Regions from separate parts of the Sus scrofa genome. Here regions 1, 3 and 4 are each linked to region 2. Evidence: chromatin contacts called from public Hi-C and HiChIP or PLAC-seq data. All regions are on one chromosome and are shown on one strand. Each heading gives the region's core, a stretch centred on a gene start, on an enhancer-like site or on the middle of the called end of the contact. The rest is flanking DNA. Distances are from core to core; before and after follow the strand shown. Region 1 overlaps FANCC (Fanconi anemia group C protein). Region 2 overlaps C10H9orf3 (aminopeptidase O). Region 3 overlaps C10H9orf3 (aminopeptidase O). Region 4 overlaps C10H9orf3 (aminopeptidase O).

Region 1 (3,154 bases), core at 123-2,622, 350 kb before region 2:
CAGCTTCCTTGCTTTTAGAGTAGAAGTATTTTATTCATTGTCTCTCCTAGCCTCCTCAGACTGTCTTCACGTGTTCCTTTGGCAGCTGCTCCCTCTTGATCTTCTCTGCCCTCTCAGCATCGAGCCAGTGCTCTTCTGTTCATCGTCACTGCTGCAGGCTTAGGCGCCAGTTATTCACTCCTCCCCACCGCCACCACCAAGACTCTTAGCAGTGCAGGAGACAGAAGTCTGGCAGCCAAGCGGGGATCAGAGGATTGGCCACAGTAACGACCTGCCATAGCCTGGCAGCCCCATACACACTCCTGGCCGTCTCTGTTGAAGAGCAGAACCTAGAGCCGAAACCTCATGGGGCTCCTGGTGAACCCAGATCCGCCTCAGCTCGTTGGCGGGGCCACCTGCAGGGAGGGGTCTATGAGCAGCTGAAGGCACCTCCCAGCCAGCCCCATGGAGGTGCCTTGCACACTCAGCTGCTGGAAGAAGAGAGGGAGAGCGACCAGGCCTTGAGCCCTGATCCAGGCACACTGCCCACCTGGGAGCAGGGAGCGCGGGGGAGCCCCGCGGCTCAGCTTCCTCATCCGTGAGGTCTGCAGGGCAGAGACCCCGTGGAGCCTGTCCCTGGCTTTCGAGACATAACCCAGCGCACTGCCCATGTGCCCTGGTCCATCAGCTCGCCCTCTCGTGGGGACAGGTGTAACCTGCTCCCCTTCTTCCCTTTCGGTCCGCTGCTTTGCAAGCCGGATTTCAGACCATTCATCACTTGTTCTCAGGAGGACTTGGACAGCAGGAAGCAGTGACTCAGGGAGGTGGGAACAGTGCTCGGAGCTTGGGGATCCCAGGGACCAAGCAGGGGAATAGGCGCCCCAATCCAACAAAGACGGAGCCTGCAGCAAGGCTCAGAGCTCCCCTCTTCCAGGAGCTTCGGGCCAGTCCTGCTCCATTTTTCCCAGGGGAGATGTCAAACTGCTGGCACTGTCACTGTGCAAAATTAATGGTCCTTCCCTCAGCAGATTCTCCTCTTGAACTGCAGCTCCCAACTCCCCGTGTGACAAAGGATAGCCTCACAAAAGCTTTAACCTCTCAGCATTGAGAGATACATGATGACAGGAAAGAATACAATATACAGCTCATTAAAAATTCGTAATTGCCAAAATACTAACCAGAACCTTGTGTTTTGCAAGAAAAGCAATAGCACACGTTTCTGCCTGCGTCCCTCCTCTGGTCTCCGTCTGCACCCCAGGGAGTCCCTGCTTTCCTGGCTCGGGGCTGCCCTGGTGGCGGCCTTGCAGCTGTGAGGCCCCGCTCTCAACAGCAGCCCAGCTGCGCAGGCCACGCAGAAGGCAGAGCGGCGCCTGAGGGCTCTCATCTTGCATCACGCTCACTGGCCCTGGGCCAGCATCTTCCTTTCTCAAAGGCCAGTGCTCACTCAGGGTCCCTGGATGTAACGATTTCAGTGTCTGAGGTCCTCAGGGCACTGGAGGCTTTGAGAGGCAGGCCTTTGGAAGGCCCGGGACTGGTTCAGGGTGGCATTGTGAGCTCTCTTCCTGCGTCTAACTTGTATCCCTTGCAAGTTGTACTCCAGTGGATAAGAACAATGGGAGCCAGCCATTCGCAAACATTACAGTTGCTTTAAGAAACTAAAGGAGAAAGAAATCACGTTGCCCGGCTGCCATGTGTTTTGGTTCTGTTCCAGGTCCTACGGAGGCCCCTTTGAGAGCTGGTTTTTGTTCGTTCACTTTGGAGAATGGGCTGACATCGCGGCTGAGCAGTTGCTGATGGTGGAGGCTGAGGCCGAAGCCCCTGAGGCCCTGCTGTGGCTCCTGGCATTCAGCGGCAGCCCAGGCGCCGGGCGTCGGCAGAGATCACAGACCATGGTGGGTGGCAGGGTCCACGGCGAGTGGCCTCCGGGGCTGGTCTCTTGGGAGCAGAAAGGAGCCTGCAGGAAGGGGCTGGGCAGTAGCTTGGCTTCCCCTGACCCGAGACCCTCCCCACCAGCCCCTCGGGGTTTGCGCGTGGAGCCATGCGTGGGCTGGGACGAGAGTGGGAACTGGGCCTGTGATGAACTGGAGGCCACTCTGCTCTTGTCCCCTGGGTCATTTCCCCTCATGTTGCCTGCAGCCACCCTGTTCTGATTTATAGGCGCGCCTGGTCTGGGGCCGCACCCTCCACGGATCATCTCGGGGTCTGACTGCTTTTCTGAGGAGCGGCCTGGCGGGCTCTGCTTCTGTCTTGACTGAACTCCTGTCTTGGATCAGTCAATAGATCCTCACATTACGGGCTTTGTTGAGAACTCTTACTGAAGTAATCACCTGATATTAACCACTTAGCTTCTGCAAAAGGACATGGTCATTTTCTAAATAACAGAGCAGCAAAGTACAAGAGTGGCTAACTGTCCGTGGAAAGACAGTTGTTATTTTGTGTGGAATAGAATAATTACAGGAGCAGCACTCTGATTAAAGGCATCGGCGCCTTCCTTGCAAACATTTATTTGCTGGTTTTTAAAAGTTCAACTGCCAGAGCTTTTTGTTGATTTTAATAATTAAAGGGAGCAGGTTTCTTTATGTAGAGAGCAGTGCTCCTATTTGCCTGGTGTGTTCTGCAGTTTGAAAACAAAGACCAGTTCAGATGTGTCTGTATATTTTACTTGTTTAAAGGTATGTTACATGGCAGAGGGAAGAAAAGAGTTTGGCATTTTAAAAAGCTAAAATTTGGTGATGATTTTGGATCAAAAATAGAATTTTTTTCAGAAATGAACATTATTTGATTGCCTGCTGATTAAAAAGAAAGCCAGATTTTTTTCCCTTTTAAAATATCACATGAAACTGATGAAAGAGAATCCTGGTTGGTTTTCATCATCTTTTAATAATAGTTAAGATGTACGAAGCACTAACGATTTCTGAAGCTATTATGTACACTTTATTTTGATTCTGTATAAGCTAAATTGGTAGGTTATGTGTTCTATTCCATATAGATCATAGAAACTGACAGAGATTACTTTTGAAGTATAGAGACTTATTTCCTCTATACTTCAAAGTTGTCCAATGAGACTTATTTTCTTCTTTTTTTTTTTTTGTCTTTTTGCCATTTTCTTGGGCCGCTCCTGCAGCACATGGAGGCTCCCAGGCTAGGGGTCCAATCGGAGCTGTAGCTGCCGGCC
Region 2 (3,045 bases), core at 199-2,698:
AGTTATTTGTTTAGAAAATCATTTTTACAAAAAGAAAAAAAATAAGTGCAAAAAATCAAGATGCTGTAGTTCTTTCTACCTATCAATCATGCCTACTACTAGTAAGTTCAATACAAAACTTATGGAATATCATTGTCCTATTCTTAGAGAAGTCGGATAAACTCACTCCAAACACACCAAAGGCACAGCCATACCATTCACAAACACCCTGCTTCCACAGGGGCAAAAGCAGATTTATCTTTGCCGAGTTAAGCATCTTCCGGAATTTCTCATTTTTAAAGGGTTAGAGTTTCACTGAAAATTAAAGCAGGCATTTAAATTCTTCTTTCAAAAGCATCCACTTCATCTTTTAAACTTTTCTACTGTAGCTTAGACAAACAAGATGCAGCTTTTGGAAACATCAAATTGATACATGCTTTCATTTATGTATCATATTTCTTCACTCAGTTCTTCTGAGGCACCTGCTTCTTTCCTACCTCAAGCTTTTTTCTTTCTCTAGTAGCTATTCTCTCTCTTTTTTTCTTTTTTTTTTTTTTTTTTTTTTGTCTTTTGCCTTTTTCAGGGCCACACCCATGGCAATATGGAGGTTTCCAGGCTAGGGGTCCAATCGGAACTTTAGCTGCCGGCCTATGCCAGAGCCACAGCAACGCCAGATCTAAGCCGTGTCTGCAATCTACACCACAGCTCATGGCAACGCTGGATCCTTAACCCACTGAGCAAGGTCAGGGATCAAACCTACAACCCCATGGTTCCTAGTTGGATTCGTTTCTACTGTGCCACGATGGGAACTCCTCTAGTAGCTATTCTTAATTTCAGAACTTCTTGCCCAAACTATGTCAAGCTATTTCATTATTTTGGAACACCTCTGTATTACAAATTTTAAATGCTTGATGATATGTATAGGAACACGCATATATATGAATATGAATTTATAAGTGTATATACTATATATTTAATGTAATAAATATAATAGATATATAATTATAAATATAATAGATATGTAACAATAATAAATATAATAGATACATAACAATAATAAATACAGTAGACATATACAACATAGGTGAAGCTCCCAGTTTTGTTGCTCTTCCTCTCTTGGCTTCTTTCTCTAGTTTTTGGGTCTCTCTGCAAACCCCGACTTTTTTTCCTCTCACTACGTTTTAGATGCTGTATCTACGCGTTCTGGTTTTATGAGCTAGTGCCACCCTCCAGAATACTCATGGTGTGACTGTCTTTCCTTAGCTCTTTTCCGCTGTTGCTCAAGGGCGGGAACTGGCATCAGAACAAAGGAGACAGTAAGACGCCCTGGGCTGGTATGCACCAACACTGCCTGACCAGGGCCATGTGCCAGATCATGCCATGGCTTCTCAGGCTCTGATGCCACTGGGCAAGGCTTCAGGTTTCCTTCCCGGTAACATGGAACCGCCTACGGCACGGACTGGAGAGAATGACCTTCAAGATCACACTAGTGAACCAGGTAGAAGAGCGCCACCTACTGAACCCAGAACACAAGCACCTCCACAGGTTTTGAGGTTTTTGTCCCTGGTGGCTAATACATAAAGGAATACCTTTCACCAGATTGGCTACCCCAAGTCTCACCTGCATTCTGACCGCAATTAAATCCTAGGATAAACTAGTTCTCCTTAAACTTAAAATACGAAATGGATCGGCACACTGGACAACAAATCATTCTGTGCCAGACGGTCATAAGCATGCTTTAGGACTTCACTTCCTTGAGAAAAATCATGAATGTCAAGCTTAAGACAAAAAACCCATAGCAACAAGAATTGGTATACACATGCCTGCCAGAATCATCCTAATCCAAAAGAGATCGTGATGACTTCCCCGTATGCCAAATATGGTAAGTGCAACGCTAGAATGACAAGCAAGAACTAGTCAAAAGCAAGTTGCGAACAAAAGAATGAACTGACAAAGATTTAGAAAGTGCAGGGCATTATGTGAGACCTTACGAAGGATGTAGCAGAGCAGAGTACTGTCCTCCATCACCAGGGGTTTTCTAATCTAAAGAGAAAAGATGTACTCACTTCTGTACTCCTACCCCTGGAAACACATGTGTGTGTGTGTGTGTGTGTGTGTGTGTGTGTGTGTGTGTGTATTAGCCTGGAATAAAGTTTCCTCGGTTGGAGAAATAAGGAGCTCTCCCTACTTCGCATTCTCTCTTTGTGTAAACAATCATGACCAGTCCTACACGTCTTTTAATTTACCAGGTCCTTACACGTCATTCCTGGTTGCTTGCTGTGGGAGCAGGCTAAATAGTACTGCTTATTTGGAGCCATCAAGAGAGAAGAAAAGTTGGCTTTCAGTGGCACACCAGAGGGTCCAGACCCTGAAATCTTGGCTTTTCTCTAGACTTTCCATACAAAATCAAGACAGAATGTCAGGGAGCTGGTCTATTGGACAGGCTGGAGAGCAGCATTTTGCCCGGGATGAAGTAATGTCTACAGTCTCTTACTTTTGCATAGAAAAACAAAATCAGATCCTAAGCGAGGGCACATACAGCTTTTAACACCTTTCATTTGTTCATATGCTTCTTCTCCAACATTTGGAAGGAGCTTAAATTAGCCAGTCTTATTCATTCACTTGAAGCTTCCTAGGAAAAATATAAGCGGAATGTTCTAATTTTCTAGGAATTAGACTCTAAATTAGACCCTGAAAAAATAAAACAAAATTCAACAACAACAAATTACCAAATGGTGGAACAGGAATGTACTACATCGATTTTTTTTTTCCTTTTAAAAGATACTGAGTTTGGAGAAAAGGCATAAACTCTAATCAGAAGCAAAACTAAAGGAAAGACCCTGAAATCACTTTTGTTACTATCAGTGGTGATCTTAAATGCTTCTTCCATGAATATATTACTTCTGTCTGATTACAGAGAACACATTCATTCAACAAGTAAGTACTGAACACCTATTCTATACGAAACACTGTACTGGGCATTGGGTCTCTGGGCGTAATAGTTTAGCTATATTTTGGCAGGGAATACAGGCTGACAACAAGAGTCAGGCTAACATTTCTGTCTGC
Region 3 (3,438 bases), core at 506-3,005, 290 kb before region 2:
CTTTAATTGGAGAAATGAAAAGAGCAAGCAGGCGCACACCCCCCATCAGCTCTCCTTCCTCCCTCACGAAGGAAGGCGCCCCATGGATGCGGCAAGCACCAGCTTGTTCAGAGGCGGGCAAAGGCACCAAGGCCCAACAGAGAATGAGAACATTCCTTCTTGGCAGTTGAGAGTCCTTCAGAAAGGGTTTGTGTAAATGACTCTCACTTAGTAAACAACTTGTAGCCATTTGGCTTTCAAGTGTAACTTTCTAACCCACGAGTGGGGGTGGCAGGGATGAGGGAGTTTCTAAACAAGGAGAAAACTAGAAAAAAACAGGGATCAAATGCTATTTTAGTAGACAGACAATAAAACCAACTCAGTATCTTTCACTCAGGGATAAGGAAGTAAACATTACCTCATTTTTACATGAGAGTACAGATCTTGAAAAGAGGGTCTTAAAACAAAAACGGGGTCAGTAGCTCGCTTTAATAAAGTACACTTCGCTTTGTAAAATAAACATTTACTCCCTCTAAAGCCACCCTAGGATGAAAAAGTACTAAGTAATAAACCAAAATGTTTGCAAAGCCACCGAGAGATATCTTACACTAGCGAATGGGCTCAGACGCTGTGCCGGGGGGGCCACCCACCCTGGCAGCTGGCACGGCGGCAACCGGGAAATGCTCTGTGGGTCACTCCACTGCCACCCACGGAGAAATCAAATGAAATTTCACATGACTTCCAGGCGGACTCTGTTTAACACGGTTGTATGGGGGCAGCAGACAAGACACCGCTACCAGGCACACTATGGAGTGATTAAGAAAAACAAAGCACATGCTTCGGAGCATTATCTCCTGAGAAGGCAGCTCCTGTGAACATTATAAAAAGAATTTGCCTTTATTTCTGAGGGTCTAGTAGCACTCACACCCACAGTTCAACAGTGACAGGAATAGAAAGTTCTTTTTCCTTTGCACAAACAAGGAATTCATGATGAGGTTATTATTTTTTCCATATGGAAACCAGCTCGGTATTTTTAAATTGCATCTGCCTCAGAAACTTAGACAAAATAAGAATGGGGTGCCAAAGTCATGTGGGTACTGGAAACAGAGAACTTCACAACAGTGGGAAACGTACTCGCGCCCAACACACAGAAGACCTGAGGAGGTCAAGTCACTACAATGAGATGTGCTAAGACTTTAGGAGTCTGTGTTCTTGCTCTAAACAGGGAGGATTCCATGGTTGCTAATTACCCAGAAATGCAAAGGGGGGGGGGTAAAAAAAGTCTACCTCGTAATTTTTCCCAGTCAACATAAGAGTTGAGGCAAGCCGCACAAGTCTGAACAGTTCTCAAGAGTTGGTACATACAATCTTGGAAAGAAAGTATGGATTCTTCCAACACCACCCCCCCGTACCCCTACCTCCCAGTCTACAAGCAGCACAAAGAAAAGGAACCCTGATTCTTCTAGAAGCCTAAGAGGCCGCGTAGGGCTGTCCCGGGGGCTTCACTCACTCCTGGCTCCCCGAAGACCACCCACACAATGGAGGCCCCTCCACCGGTTCTCTCGCTGTAGCGCCACCCTGAAAGGGCCAGCTGGCCTCCGAGGGCAGAAAATGTCCCCGACGCCTTGCACACTGACCTTCCACAAGCAGGACAGACGCAGGAAGCTGGGGCACGCGCACGTCCGAGGCCCCCGGCCGCACCCCTCCTAAAGCAAAGGAGGGCACCTCCCCTCGCAGCCCAGCTGGCGCTGCAGCCGCACACGAAGGCAGCCTCCTCGGAGAGGCTCCCAGACGGGGGTGAGCCCGGGACTGATGCAGCCACCGACTGACAGTGGCGTGAGTTCTATTATTACCCCATTAGCACTCTGGGATCTGTGCCTAAATGAAGCATGCTTCCTCCCTGATGCCGCTTCCTTTTATCCTGGCTGGAGACTAACAGCGGATCAATGGGGGCAATACATATGATGTCACTTCAATTTACAGCGACGGCCTCCCTCTCTTTCAGCTGGTCTGAAATACACGGAAAGATCGATTCTTCCCAAAAATGGTTAAAAAATGCTTAGGGAGCATTCTTCGTCCAGAAAAGCATTCTCTGCTATATTTGTCGATGTTACTACGGCAGGAACTGTTTACACTGAACAAAAACAGAAGAAATGGGGGAGGGAGGAAAACCTCAAATTCTCCTGGACGCTGGCTACATGGAGGGTCCAAACCAGAATTGGGGTGGCTGACCTTTGGAAGTCACACATTTTCTGGCACAGAGGTACAAAAGAGACAGCGGTTCTCCATGGCCCCTTGGATTAAAAAGGTAATCCCACAGATATAAAGTGTCCTTTAAATCAGCCTTCCCCAGAAGTCTAACAAATTCCCTTCTACTCTTCCCAGAAAACACACCCACCCCACTCTACACCCTCAAGTGCCCCCACAGAGCACAGGTGTGACAGCAAACTGTTCCCATTCATAGGTCTTCCCACGAAGGGCCACGAGGAACTCCGACAACAGGACACAAGACAGAACTTTAAACCAAGGTATCCTGCAGACACTGCTCTGAACCAAAATAAAACACGGTAAGTAAAAATCTTGGGTTGTCTGAGTTTTCATACGATGAGCTTTGAAAATGGGGTAAAACTGAGATAGAATCCATGGAGATTCTCAAAACAAAAGCGTTCTTCTTCCTCACAATCCCCAAACCCCAAATCCTGAGAATCAGAACTCTGGTGAGCTGACTCTGCCCACCCCAAACCCTGACCAGGACCATGTTAGTATAGATCTTCTTTCATCTGTCACTTTTCTTTTTTTTTTTTTTGTCTTTTTGCTATTTCTTGGGCCGCTCCCGCGGCATATGGAGGTTCCCAGGCTAGGGGTCAAGTCGGAGCTGTAGCCACCAGCCTACGCCAGAGCCACAGCAACGCAGGATCTGAGCCGCATCTGCAACCTACACCACAGCTCACGGCAACGCCGGATCGTTAACCCACTGAGCAAGGGCAGGGACCAAACCCGCAACCTCATGGTTCCTAGTCAGATTCGTTAACCACTGCGCCACGACGGGAACTCCCATCTGTCACTTTTCTAATGACAAACATGTTTAAGTGACAAAAAGGAATCATGTGACATGTTACACAGGCAAGTGTCTGCTCGAGAGTTGTTGGCAATGCGAATATCATGATATTAGGAAAGGACTTTAAAACTGTAACCTGGATAGAGGAGAAACAGAACTGATTTGAGCTGCTTCTAAAACCAAACTGAAAAACAAACTTACAAAAGAAAAACCATCCTTTCCATGGTGAAGAAAAACAAGACATCTTAAAGAACTGCCAAGTCAAAACAATTTTCTTCAAAATAAAACAATCAATAGGTATATTTATCTAGCATAGTCAGTTATTTCTGATTATCAAACATCTTTAGGGAATATGTCTATAGTCAAGTTCTAGAAAAAGTCAAACAGAAGCAAATATTCAC
Region 4 (3,305 bases), core at 509-3,008, 310 kb before region 2:
ATCCCTGTATCAAGTTCCTTCCTTTCTGCTGATAACAGATGAATGCGACATTCTCGGTGCTGCTGAGCCCGAACCAGAGAATTCAGAAGCAGAGGCAGGTCTCTGAGAAGACAGCTGTCTGTCCTGTAGATCTGCTCTTCTTTACTTTTTTTCCCTTGTTTTTTATTTTATTTAAATGATTTTTATTTTTTCCATGAGAGTCGATTTACAGTGTTCTGTCCATGTCCGCTCTACAGCAAAGTGACCCCATCACACGTACACATATACACTCTTTTTCTCACATTATGCTCCATCATGCTCCATCACAAGGGACTAGATACAGTTCCCAGCGCTCTACGGCAGGACCTCATTACCTATACCTTCTAATTAGTTGATTATGATGGAGGTGGTGGGTCACCTTGTCTTTCAGCTTCCCCAGGGAGAAGTAAACAGGGACAGCGTGCACATCTATGGGGCACCAGGACCCAGGAGGCCTGCCTGAGCCTCTCTCACTTCTTGACTCTGCTTAGGTGTCAACGTTTCATACGTGTCTACATATGCCAAGACAGCTCAACATTTGCACTTTAAATATTCACATCTTCCAGTTCCCATAGTGGCTCAGTGGTTAATGAATCTGACAAGCATCCATGACGATGCAGGTTTGATCCCTGGCCTTGCTCAGTGGGTTAAGGATCCAGTGATGACATGAGCTGTGGTGTAGGTCACTGACACAGCTCTGATCCCATGTTGCTATGGCTGGCAGCGGCAGCTCCGATTCGACCCCTAGCTTGGGAACCTCCATATGCCACGGGCACGGCCTTAAAAAGATAAAAGACAAAAAAAAAAAAAAAAAAAAAAGAAAAAAAGAAAAATGGAAAAAACCTAAATATTCACATTTTATTTTACTGCCCTTATGTCTCAAGAGAGAAAAAAAAATTAATGACTTTTCACCTGTGACTCAGATTCCTAAAATCACTCCAAATTCATGCAAGGAATCACCTGAAAGCCTCGAGCCAGCAAACACCTTAGCCTTGAATTCCAGCAATGCAGTCAGGCCTCAGAAAGGTAAGGGCCAAGGGCGAGGGAGGTCCAGCCAAGCTGACCGGCTTCTGGCTGGCTCCTCCCATTTCTACCAGTGCTAGAAAAACAGCACTGCCTTGAAGGGTCTGTAGTATTCCCACACCACGTCCCAGTATATATAAAGACAGATTCAGAGACAAGTCCCATGACCCAGTGGGCACCTCTGCGACATAACCATGATCTTAATTTGGACATGCTGGGGCTCCCTCTCATTTAACTGTTCCCGCCTGTAAACAGGAAAGAAAAATTACTAAAAGACAACCTCCCAGGCCCTCCACCCAAACCCTCAACCTCTTTCAACCTGAGAATTTTAATGCATCCAGAACCAGCTCCTATTAAACTCAAGAAGAGGGGTTGGCAAGGTCCAGAGCCAGACACAGGGAGCACTTGTAGCTTCTTGGCCCATTTGCCACATCACAAGAGCAGCCTAGATAATATGTAAATGAGTGGGCATGCGCATGGCTCTCTTCAGATCAAATGTTATTTACAGAAACAAGCAGTGGGCTTGACTGGCCTGGCTAGTGTGCTGACCCCTGATCTGCAACAGAAATCCAAGACTTAGGCTTCTGAATGACGTGCTGGTAACCGTTGAACCCCCTCCCCCAAATCCACCAGCATGATGCAGAGAACGCAGAGCTGGGAGGCCCTTGTGAGCTGGCTCAGGCCAGCTTCAGCCTAACCTGCCCAGAAATCTATGGTGTTCTTTTCCTTTCTCTGTGGACTGAACTCCTAGGAAACCTGCTCTGACATCACAGAGCACCTCTCGGTTACTGGCCAGCACAAGTGCCAGGTGCCACACGTGGGTGCAGGATCTGGCGCCGAGCAACTATGAACTTTAGGAAAAAGAAGCCGCTCCACGAGCTCACCCCCAATCTCCCTGGCTGAGGCTTTCCTGTGCAAATCACTACACATCCCAGATCCTGTGTTCACTTTATAATTCTCACTGCTCTTTTAGGTTTTTTTTTTTTTTTAAACTTCAACTTTAGTGTGTTTTCCATAAAGCTACTTCAAAGAAACACCAATTCTTATATGGGAATGCTCCCCCATAGCCTGCTTATTATCTACTGGACTAATTTTCTAAAGTGGTTTTCCAAGTTTCCTTAAACACAACTAGTCTTATAAAAAAAATGTCATCTGGAACCCCAGTATATATAAAGACAGATTATGGAAAAAAATATGAGTTCTTCAAGTAATTTAAACCAGTTTGGCAGAAAGCATCTATTCTCCTTTGGGGAGGGGCGGGGGGGGGCTTGGGTTTCTCAGAGATGGAGTTTGAAAACCATGTCTTACAGAAGAACTCTCATGCCTCAAGAGTAAATGGAGTCAGAGACTGAGCAGACACTGCTTAGGGCAAGACAAAACAGCTTAGTTCTAACTCCTAAACTTGACTCTGGCAGCCACTGTGCCATCAACAAAGTATATGAGACAGGTCACAGGAAGGAAATCACCTGTGTTGCTTCTGTCACTTGAAGCCTGGAGCCAGGGTGTCTCATTCAATGCTGTGCTTGATAAAGCACCTGTGGCTTCTGTAAACAGCTGTGCTTTATTTTTGAATGTTTAAACATTATTATTATTATTATTATTTTGTCTTTTTAGGGCTGCACCCGCAGCATATGGAGGTTCCCAGACTAGGGGTCAAATCGGAGCTGTAGCCGCCAGCCTACACCACAGCCACAGCAGCGTGGGATCCAAGCCATGTCTGCAACCTACGCCACAGTTCATGGCAATGCCAGATCCTTAACCCACTGAAGTGAGGCCAGGGATCAAACCTCCAACTTTGTGGTTACTGGTTGGATTTGTTTCCACTGAGCCACAACGGGAACGCCTGTGCGTTATTTTTCAGTGTTTTAAAATTATAAACAGGTAACTTGACACATATAAAGAGCCAATGAACATGAGATTCTAGCCATTCAACCAAATTCATTTCTGATCTTTACAATAACAGCAACCAACATGGAATATATTGTTTTGTGTTTTTCCTCATTCTCTCCATTTGCCACTGCTGGATTTACCGGCTAAAATGTGGCCCACTTACTTTCCCTGAGTGAGGACTGGGGGGGGGGGGGGCGGTTTCCCTCCTGCTAGTGGACTACAGCTCCATCCGTCTCTCGACCTTCTGATGATGCCAGAGAGTCAATCGCAAGTGTGTCCCAAAAAGTCCACTTTGGGGCTCAGAATTCCTCAACCCTGCCTGCTCCCCCGAGGGTCACTCTCCTAGAGCTGTGTCTTACATCCTCTCCAGCTCA

The links. A called contact is a pair of places that touch in the nucleus more often than the background predicts. HiChIP or PLAC-seq counts read pairs in DNA pulled down with a chosen protein or histone mark.
Region 1: a contact with region 2 is called in a Hi-C map of skeletal muscle, with 6 times the contacts expected there. The contact joins two enhancer-like sites. A contact is called at or near these places in 17 of 47 Hi-C or Micro-C datasets (alveolar macrophages, brain, embryonic fibroblasts and 11 more) and 2 of 2 datasets of contacts at active chromatin or transcription factors (alveolar macrophages and skeletal muscle).
Region 3: an H3K27ac HiChIP or PLAC-seq map of skeletal muscle shows a contact between it and region 2. The contact joins two enhancer-like sites. A contact is called at or near these places in 4 of 47 Hi-C or Micro-C datasets (alveolar macrophages, embryonic fibroblasts, retroperitoneal adipose tissue and 1 more) and 2 of 2 datasets of contacts at active chromatin or transcription factors (alveolar macrophages and skeletal muscle).
Region 4: an H3K27ac HiChIP or PLAC-seq map of alveolar macrophages shows a contact between it and region 2. The contact joins two enhancer-like sites. A contact is called at or near these places in 2 of 47 Hi-C or Micro-C datasets (epiblast stem cells and heart right ventricle) and 2 of 2 datasets of contacts at active chromatin or transcription factors (alveolar macrophages and skeletal muscle).

The regions. Positions count from the first base shown.
Region 1 is chr10:27,046,774-27,049,927 of Sscrofa11.1, forward strand. It overlaps FANCC (Fanconi anemia group C protein), which reads left to right. Exons shown (of 14, transcript XM_021064601.1): 13 at 1,691-1,871. Among named protein-coding and RNA genes, the nearest start is that of MIR24-2, 31 kb to the right of the region's middle. Within about 2 kb of position 1,373, at least 16 of the 83 cell types and tissues checked have an H3K27ac peak or open chromatin away from gene starts, as enhancers often do. A contact at or near this core is called in skeletal muscle, where this site is marked.
Region 2 is chr10:27,396,978-27,400,022 of Sscrofa11.1, forward strand. The region is part of intron 3 of C10H9orf3 (aminopeptidase O); the gene reads right to left. Among named protein-coding and RNA genes, the nearest start is that of C10H9orf3, 74 kb to the right of the region's middle. Within about 2 kb of position 1,449, at least 33 of the 83 cell types and tissues checked have an H3K27ac peak or open chromatin away from gene starts, as enhancers often do. A contact at or near this core is called in retroperitoneal adipose tissue and skeletal muscle, where this site is marked.
Region 3 is chr10:27,107,031-27,110,468 of Sscrofa11.1, forward strand. The region is part of intron 14 of C10H9orf3 (aminopeptidase O); the gene reads right to left. Among named protein-coding and RNA genes, the nearest start is that of MIR23B, 28 kb to the left of the region's middle. Within about 2 kb of position 1,756, at least 43 of the 83 cell types and tissues checked have an H3K27ac peak or open chromatin away from gene starts, as enhancers often do. A contact at or near this core is called in retroperitoneal adipose tissue and skeletal muscle, where this site is marked.
Region 4 is chr10:27,086,868-27,090,172 of Sscrofa11.1, forward strand. All of the region lies in intron 15 of C10H9orf3 (aminopeptidase O), which reads right to left. Among named protein-coding and RNA genes, the nearest start is that of MIR23B, 8.2 kb to the left of the region's middle. Within about 2 kb of position 1,759, at least 6 of the 83 cell types and tissues checked have an H3K27ac peak or open chromatin away from gene starts, as enhancers often do.